Linked DNA regions of Sus scrofa: regions 2 and 3 are each linked to region 1. A link is a contact called in public HiChIP or PLAC-seq and promoter capture Hi-C data. All regions are on one chromosome and are shown on one strand. The core of a region is the stretch at or near the end of the contact, and the rest is flanking DNA. Distances in the headings are between cores, read along the strand shown. Region 1 holds the start of SET (SET nuclear oncogene). Region 2 holds the start of NUP188 (nucleoporin NUP188 homolog). Region 3 holds the start of KYAT1 (kynurenine--oxoglutarate transaminase 1).

Evidence for each region. Promoter capture Hi-C pulls out the DNA fragments that hold promoters and counts their contacts. HiChIP or PLAC-seq counts read pairs in DNA pulled down with a chosen protein or histone mark.
Region 2: an H3K27ac HiChIP or PLAC-seq map of alveolar macrophages shows a contact between it and region 1. The contact joins the promoter of NUP188 here to the promoter of SET in region 1. A contact is called at or near these places in 1 of 5 promoter capture datasets (fetal liver), 3 of 47 Hi-C or Micro-C datasets (embryonic fibroblasts, epiblast stem cells and fetal skeletal muscle) and 2 of 2 datasets of contacts at active chromatin or transcription factors (alveolar macrophages and skeletal muscle).
Region 3: a promoter capture Hi-C map of fetal liver shows a contact between it and region 1, with 5 times the contacts expected there. The contact joins the promoter of KYAT1 here to the promoter of SET in region 1. A contact is called at or near these places in 2 of 5 promoter capture datasets (fetal liver and liver), 1 of 47 Hi-C or Micro-C datasets (liver) and 2 of 2 datasets of contacts at active chromatin or transcription factors (alveolar macrophages and skeletal muscle).

The regions. Positions count from the first base shown.
Region 1 is chr1:269,055,072-269,057,942 of Sscrofa11.1, forward strand. It overlaps SET (SET nuclear oncogene), which reads left to right and starts at 1,443. Exons shown (of 8, transcript NM_001244090.1): 1 at 1,443-1,718. The coding sequence starts at 1,646. It overlaps LOC102158334 (a long non-coding RNA gene), which reads right to left and starts at 1,184. Exons shown (of 4, transcript XR_001306652.2): 1 at 511-1,184.
Region 2 is chr1:269,258,026-269,260,896 of Sscrofa11.1, forward strand. NUP188 (nucleoporin NUP188 homolog) reads left to right here and starts at 1,471. Exons shown (of 43, transcript XM_021069837.1): 1 at 1,471-1,569. The coding sequence starts at 1,538. DOLK (dolichol kinase) reads right to left here and starts at 1,459. Exons shown (of 1, transcript XM_001928919.5): 1 at 1-1,459. The coding sequence starts at 1,131.
Region 3 is chr1:269,208,072-269,210,942 of Sscrofa11.1, forward strand. It overlaps KYAT1 (kynurenine--oxoglutarate transaminase 1), which reads right to left and starts at 1,482. Exons shown (of 13, transcript XR_002337758.1): 1 at 1,351-1,482. LRRC8A (volume-regulated anion channel subunit LRRC8A) reads left to right here and starts at 1,589. Exons shown (of 4, transcript XM_001928850.6): 1 at 1,589-1,702.

The sequences.
Region 1 (2,871 bases), core at 193-2,692:
CAGTTGCTGGGACTGGCTCAGCACTCTGTACGGTTTCTTGCGACCTCCTTGAATTACAGCAGAGTAGGGCCAAAAGGACCCCCAATGAATGTGGCAACCCCTTGCCCTCAGAGGACTTCCATTTTAGTAAGGCCCTGCCTTTTTTTTTTTTTTTTTTGGTCTTTTTAGGGCTGCACTGGAGGCATGTGGAGGTTCTCAAGCTAGAGGTCAAAGCTGAGCTGCAGCTGCCGGCCTACGCTACAGCCACGCCAGATCCAAGCGCCCCTGTGATCTACACCACTGTTGACCGCAACGCTGGATCCTTAACCTACTGAGCGAGGCCAGAGAGGGCATCTGGGTCCTCATGGATCCTGTTCAGATTCCCTTTGGCTGAGCCATGACGGGAACTCCCGGCCTTGCTTTAACATCACCACTGACACAAAGTTCCATTTGCCTTTTTTTTTTTTTTTTTTTTTTTTTTTTAGTGGTTCACACCAGCAGCATTTGGAAGTTCCTGGGCCAGGACCGAACCTTTGCCTGCGAGGCTGCAGTCCTTTTTTTTTTCTTTCTTTTTTCCTTTTTGCAGTCTGAATTTTAACCCGCGGCACCACAGCGGGATCTCGCAGTCTTTTTTGAATTCTATAATTCCATAACAGAAGTAGGTCCAGAGAGGTAAAGTGACTTGCCCAAGTGCACACAACCTGCTGGGACTAAGAACCAGGAAAAGGCCTGTGAGTGGACCGGGCAGCTTCGGGCTTTGCAAACACGCGGGAGAAGAGTCCGAAAGGCAGCTCCCCGTCTGGGAAACAAGACGAGGTGCCACCTAGCTTTCCTCACGAGAAGAACGCCTCAGAAGTGTCCCTGAGTGCAGAACCCAGGGTGGGTATACATCTGGGCAACGATGTGAAGCCAAGCTACTAACAGGCCTGCGCTTTTGGGGGGCTGCGGAGACCCCTCTCTTCGGCGCCACCCGGCGGATGAGGGAAGCCGCTCTGCCACCACGTGACGCACCCGCCCGGGAGCCTGCGCGCAGCCTGGCGAGGCCCCGCCCCTAGGGCCGTAGCGCGCAAATGTCCCGGGTCGGGCTGGAGAAGGGGAAAGCGGGGGAGGGGAGCGCGGCGCGGGGGGCCGGACCCGTACGTCGCGGCGTTCTTTCCTCCCGCCTCTTCGCCAGGCCCTGTGTCTCCGCGCCGCGGCTCCGCCCCCTCGTCCCTGAGCCCCAGCCAATGGCCAGGCGGCGCGAGCTTCTCCGGCCGGAGGCGGGGCGTGCGCGCGGGGCCTGGCGCGCCTGCGCCCTGCCGCCCGCCCCTCGCCGTGAGGAGGAGGTGGAGGAGGAGGCGGCTCGGGGAGAGCGAGCAGCGAGCTGGAGCGCGGAGCGTGAGTGAGAGAGCCGAGCCGCCTGCCCGCCCGCCCGCCGCCGCCGCCTCCCCTCCGTAAGCAGGAGCCCGGGCCGGGGCCCGGCACGCCGCCCCAGCCCCTCCCTCGTCGTCAGGCCGCGAGGGCAGCGCGCGCGAGCCAGGGGGAGGGAGAGCGAGCGAGCGCCCGGAGGAGGCGGCCGGACCGAGCGAGCGCCCGCGCGTGTGGCGTGAGGGGAAGCCGCTGCCCGCCCCCTTCGCCTTCCCTTCTCTCCCCCTCCCCGTTCCCCCCCCGACCGCGGAGCAGCACCATGTCGGCGCCGGCGGCCAAAGTCAGTAAAAAGGAGCTCAACTCCAACCACGACGGGGCCGACGAGACCTCAGGTGAGGAGCAGGCGAGGCGGGGGCCGGCCCGCGCCGCCATCTTCGCCGTCCGCCCGGCCGCAGGCCGCCGGCGGGGCCCGGGGCGCGCGGGGGGCGCTGGGCGGACGGGCCGGCGCGCGCCTCGGCGCCCTTTTTTGTGCGCGCGGGGCCGGGGCCGGGTGGCGCCGCGGCGGCGGACGGCGCTGCGAGGCGGGGGCGCTGCGGCCTGCTCGGCGCGGGCGGAGGAGACCCCCCCTTCCTCTCCCCCCTCCCTCGCTCTCCTCCCCCTCCCTCCCTCCCGAGAAGCCTCTCTTTATTGTGCTCCGCCATGATGCCTCGCTCCCATCAGCCGCCGCCGCCGCCACATGGTGCGGCCGGACGCGGCCCCGCGCCCGGGCCTCCGCACGGCTCCCCCTTCGCGCCCGGCCCGCGGGCGGCGCCCCCGCACCCCCACCCGGAGGCCGGCCCCGGCGCGGCCCTCTGCCTCGAGCTGGGGCGGGGTGGGGGCGCGGGGAAACACGCGGCCGGCCGCGCAGCGGGCCCCGGCCGCCGGGAGGATGCTCCGGCCGGCCCTTGGCAGGTCCCCACGTGGGGAGGCCACCTCGTCGCTGCAGCGCGCTGAGACACCTGGCGCGCGCGACGGCCGGAGTGTCGGGGGGTCTTTACAATGGCACCTAGCAAACCTGGTCTTTTCCGTGAAGGCTTTCGCGGCGGGGGGGCTGTACATCCCGGGCTGGATGCCGGAAATGAACCGAACGCTCGGGCCCCTTCACGCCCACTTCAGCTCTGTAGGTTTTACATTCTTGAACGGATAAAAAGGCACCATTCCGCAGCACACCCCCTTTTCATCCTCTGCCTTATTGCTCTCATAGTTTTCTGACTTCATGCTGGCTCCTTGTGTGCTCATAGCCATGTGGGGCCACGTCTGAGATCGGGCCACGTGAATTGGGTTGGAGGGGTGAGAAAGGTAGATTTGAATCCTGGGGTTCCTATGCTGATATGGTGAAATCGAGTGTTGACCGAGGTGGGATAGTTCAAGAGCCTTCTCCGTGTTTGTAGGCGTGTCCGATGTCTTAAAAGTAGTGGATACTGAACAATATTTTAACTTCGTATAAAAGATGATAGCGCCGTGGAAACAGATGGTGTTATAATTTTTGCTATTGTCACGGGTTAG
Region 2 (2,871 bases), core at 221-2,720, 200 kb after region 1:
GCGCACGTACTCCAGGAAGATGAAGACCGCCAGACACACGGTGGCGGCCACGTAGAGCAGTGGCCGGTCAAAGATGATACCTGGGATGTAGGTGGCTACCACAATGAAGTGGAAATACTTCCGAGCAATGGTGGGGGCCTGGTGCTTCTTGGACTCAGAAGATGACCGCTTGGCATTCTGGTATAGCACCACCAGGCAGGCCAAGGTGGCCAGCAGAGACCAGTAGGCCAGGAGGTAGACTCGGGTCTCCGTCTGGAAGAGGAACTGAAAAAGCCAGAGCAGGGGATTCCTGCGGATGAGCCGGTGAAGCCAGGGCAGGACCACGCCAAGGCCCAGCACACAGGTCATGAGGTGGAAGAAGATGGAGGAGGCCCAGGTGCCTGAATCCATGAAAACAAAGAGGGTGCTGAAGAAGATGCCCATGAGCACCATCCCTACCACCACCACCAGCAGGAAGAAGTCCAAGGGGTCTCCCTGGCTTTCCACCACAGTCAGAGACCGCTTAATGAGCTGGTTGAGCATGAAGCTGATGCCACCCAATACCAGCAGAGCCTCTCCAGGGGTGAAGCAGCGGGGCAACAGGTACAGCAGGATCATGTTGAGGTAGACGAAGATCAGCAGGACCTCCAGGACCTCTATCACCTCGCCTACACTCAGAGAGTGCTTCATGATATAAATGATGACACCTCCAGCCAAGCCCGAGATGACACAGGTGTTGGTGGGCACCGGGCGAGTGATGCCCAGAGCCAATACTGACGAGAAGAGGGCCACTGCCATGCCAGTGGCCGCCACCACAATTCCAAAGCGCTCAAAGTATGGGTTCCCCGCAGCCTGGCAGCGCTCCTTCATAACCAGTCCGAGCAAAGGCATGACCACCGAAGCGGGCAGGAGGCCACTGTTTGCGGACATTCGGAACTGGAAGACCGCGCTTCCCTGCTGTAGCAGTCGGTCCCACTTGTATTGGACGTAGAAGGCCTGCACGGCGAGGGCCACGGCGCACCACGAGTACCGATCCCACACTGCTGCGTGGATGCTCAGTACCACTATGAACACCACCGCTGCCTCTGCCAGCACGGACCCGCTCAGCGGAGCCCCGGACCCAGAGGCCGGAGGAGCGCACTCTCGGGTCATGTCTCTAGATCTGGGACCCCGGGGAAACCCGGGTGACTGGAGATGCCTTGGATTCTGGGCTCCTCAATCCTCGCCAGGCACAGAGCGGTAGCTTCACCCAGCCAGCACGTTCTCTATCCGCTCTCCTGCTGCCAGAAGGGAAGCGCCACTGAATGATCACTCTGTGCAGGCAAGGAGCTGGCGTCAGGTCACGCTCCAACGTCTCCCACCTCAAGCGTAGGTGTCGCTCCTCCACCGACTCCCTCACTGACTCGACCGCCCTCGCCCGGGAGTCCTCACCGCTCCGGGCCACGCCATGTTGGCCCCGCCCGCCGTCACGTGACGAAAAGCCCCGTCCACGCCCCGGAGGCGAGCGGTCACGTGGGCGCGGCGTCTGGGGGCGGGGCTAGGGCGCGCGCGCGCGAAGATGGCGGCGGCCGCCACCGGGCCGTGTGTGAGGTGCGGAGCGGGCCGAGTCAGCGGGGGTGGCTGTTAGGCGCCGGGTCGAATCCGAGCCGGAAGCGGGGCGGGATTTGAGGGCACGATGTAGCGGCAGTGGCGGGGCGAAGGCCGGCTAGGCGGACGGGCGCCGGGATGGAGGCGGTTACGGCCAAACGGTCTCGGCGCGCGGGCATCTGAAGCGACTTCTCGGAGAGGGGGCCGGTGCCTTACCCCTTCCCTCGGCGCCCGCCTCCGGTCTCCGGTTCCTTTCCCTTCTTCCCCTCTCCCCGTGGCGCGTCCCTCGGCGCCCCCCTCCCGCTTCCTGGCTGGCGTGACGCTCCCTCGAGGCGCGACGGGGCGCTTCGCGGTCGCCCGGGGAGCCCCCACCCCGTCCCCGCCGCAGCCTCCTGGGCCCTTCCCGGCGGCGCTCCCCAGGGTCCCGCATGTGCTCTCCATGGAAGGTCTGTTTCGGGCGTCGCCGAGCCACGTTCCTGCAGTTTCTGCCCTCTTGGGCCGCCCAGCCTTTCATTCATCCATCTATTCATTTTCTCCTGTATTGATTCCGTCAGCGGACACCCCACGCACTGTACTGGGCTTTGGGGACGGGAAGATAAAATACTCAAAAGAAAGAGACAGTTCTTACTTCTGGAGCGATACCAGCGCCGGGCTGGCGAGGCGCGTTCTTTTCCATGGCTTTATCTCCTTGAACTCCCACGACTCCGAGCGGCACCTTGTGTTTTACGGATAGATGACTCATAGACCCAACTCAGAACTGGCGGAGGGGTCCGGTGAGGCTTCGAACAGGCGTGTGTCTGCCTCTGGATCTGTAACCAGATCGCCACACTTCCATCTTCCACTTACAGCTCGAAGCGGCTTCCATTCTCGCGGCCACCCTCCCGGCTAACCGTCCCCTTGTCACTTCTTCCCTGTGCCTGCAGTGTTTCGCTACTTTTTTTGGCTTTTCACTACTACTCAACACTCCGAAGAGCATGGAATAGGCTCTGAGTAAATATTTATGACAAGTATTGCCCTTGTTCTCTGTACGACTTCCTGCGCCTCTCTGCTCAAGTGACTTTTTTTTTTTTTTTTCCATTGTGATGATACTTTTTAATCATGTAAAGTTTCAAGTGAGATTTCTCTTCTCTGGAATTTCCATCGAACTATTTCTGGAGCAGTTTGTGTTTTTCTCCTCCGCTGTTTTTCATGTCAGCTCTTGTATCGGGCAGCATTGTGGTCGCTGTGCTCTCCTTTTTTTAGGCTTGTCTTACAGTCCTTGTGGAGCTTGGGTAAAGGTCAGCTCCTGCAGGGCCAGGCGCGTTC
Region 3 (2,871 bases), core at 232-2,731, 150 kb after region 1:
CCTGCTGTGTCACCAGAGAGCTCCTGGGCAACTTTAAAAAAAATTGAAGTATAGTTGATTTACAATGTTGTGGTGGGCAACTTTCTTCACTTCTCTGCACTTACTGATCTGTAAAATGGGGCTAATTGGCATGTAAAGCAGGCCAGGTGGGAGCACTCAGCGTCAGTCATTGTAGTTAGTTCTACAGGAGGGGACATGGAGGCTCTGGGAGGTATGTGCCTGGTCCAGAGTCTCAAGGCTGGAAGAAGCAAGTCTTGGGCTCCAGATTGGGTTCTGGGCTCCAAAGCGCGCTTCTCTTCATTCTACACTATGGTTGTCTCCTGACCATTCCAGCCAATAAACAGTTACTGGATTCTGCTGTGTGTCAGGTTCCAAGTGAATTGTGTGGTTGATAACAAAACAAAAACAAACAAACAAACAAAAAGGCTTCTCAAGAGGGGGATAAGCAAGAATGATGGCATTAGTGTAAACTCCTCCAGGGCTCAAATTCCAGCTTTTTCATTTCCTGGCTATGCGACATTACTAAGGTCCCTAATTTCTCAGCCTGGTTCCTCCCGTAATGGGGAAATACAAGACCTTCCAGCAGGAGAGCTGAAAGCACGCACCTGTCAGCCCTAGATAAACCAGAACCGGTCATTATTCTCATCTTCCCACTTTATTTTTAACCAACCTGTGCACTCGGTAGTAAATTCTTCCCCCATGTCCAGATCCCCAGGATCCCGGTTCTCCTGTTCGAGGCCACCCCAGTGAACAACTTCTCTCGCATTTATTTGACAAGGCGGCTGGTTCACACACCCGCAGACACCCGTACCCCTCCCCACAACACGTTCTTTCAAAACAATCGGTAGTATGATTAACGCTGTTCTTTTCGCTCCTTCCTTTTCCCATCTAAGTTATCTTGGAAGTCGTCCCATATTAGTGCGTATTGAACATTTTTCTTTTTAGTGGAGGCACTGTCTTTCAATGTACGGATTCTGTCTTAACGTGGTTGCCGTTACTATTATCAATCTGGATACTCCGAGGGCTCGGGATCCATAGAGCTGGAGTCCGGCACCCCGTTCCAGACCCGGCTCTGCTCAGATTTCGTCCAGTTGCATTGGGTTCTCTCTTCCCCACCGACTGCTGGGGGTGGGGGAGTGGGGGATGGGGGTGCAGAGAGGATCAGCCCGGAAGGTCCCTGTGTCCGAGTGCGGGTCAGCGAGAAGCGCGCGCAACGGCTCCCGGCTGGGTCAACCTTTCAGCGCAAACGAAGCGAGGGGTCTGGCACAATCGAGCTCGGAACCAGTTACCAGGCCCTCCCGCCACGCCACCTGACTTCGGGGCAGCAACGCTCAGGCAGCAGCTACTCACCCCCGCCTCGGCCGCTTCACCCTTCGTCCCCAAGCCGGCAAGGTTACAGCAGTCCCTGTCCCTTTAAGGGGGCCGAACCCCGGCTCCGCTACTTCCGCCCCAAAGCAACATGGCGCCAGCAGGGAGAGGAGGAGGAGGTGAAGGCTTGGAGACTGCGCCCCTCAAAAAGATGGCAACACCCTGGCCGCCGCGTTCGCGCCCGACGGTGACGTCACTTCCGGGGCGGAGGAGGCTGAGTGGTGCAGTGAGGGACAAACAAAAGGAGGCGCCGGAGGGGCGCTGCAGCCGGCGGCGGGACGGCGAGGCGGGGGCTCGGAGCTGCCGGCTGGGCGGCCGGGCGCGGCGGGCTCAGGTAAGAGAGTGGGGAGGGGAAGGGGGCACGAGCTGTCACCTCTCGAAATCCACTCCTATACGTCCCCGGCCAGCTGTCCGGCCCCGGGCGCCCTGGACAGGTCGGGTTCTGCCCGCCGGGGCCGGCTCCCTGGAGGCCTCCTGCCGCAGCTCAGTTCGGCCTTCCTCCGGGTTCCCCATCCCCGGGGTCGCTGGGGCCCCCACCCTCTCCGCGGTGCCGCGGCGCGCGAGCCCCCTCCCAGGCACCCCAGTGCCTCCTTGCGCTCTACATACCGGGAGTTTCCGCCTCGGCTCCCCCAGGTCCCCTTGTCATCCCCTGGGTTCCCCCAGATCCTCACCCCTCCACACACACATACCCCCTTCCTAGAGGTTCCACCTCTGGGATCTCTTCTTGGTAGTTTTTTTTTTTTTTTTCGTTTTCAAAAAAGCCCCTTCTCCTGGGCTTCTGACACCCCCCTCTTTCCTGGACCCCTCCCTCTCCTTGATCCGGCGGGAACTGTGCCCTGATCTGGGGCAGATCCCTGGCTAGGTTCTTGGGGGCTCTCTGGACTGAGATTCCTGGGAAACCTGGTCCAGGGTCCGAGGCTCTGGACCCTACAGATGTCCTGTGCATCCAGATGGGCGGGAGAGCCAGGTCTGATGAGGTCCAGGCTGGAGGTCCAGCAAAGTTGGCTCCCAAGGTGAAGGAGCTGAGCTGCCGGCATTTGAGGTTCATGATGATTCTGCTCCTTTTGTAGACTGCTTCTTTCCCCTGGTCTGGACTGGAGTGAACCAAGATTGAGCTGGTTCTTAGCTGATGCAACTGCTGCCTTTTTTGGGAAGAAGGAGTGGTGGTTGGGGGGTGTCTGGCAACCTCCTCCTGCTGGAGATTTGGCTGGAGAGGGGGGCAGCCCTTGGTGACCACACTCCTCCTTGATGGAGGCTTCCCTACCCCCCAGGAACCTTTTGAGGATGAAGAGGGAGAGAGCTTGATGAGGGAAGGGGAATTTGGATCTCAACTACAGAGGAAGGCTGGGACAGCTGAAAAGCTCCCAAAGGCCTCTCCCACCTTTTCCATTACGAGTGCTTTTTACCCCTGCCAAACTGTATCCTGCCCTCTGAGCAGACCGTCTGGCAGACAGACAGACTGGAGGCAGGAGGAGGAGGTCCGATGCTGTGATCCTTCCTGTG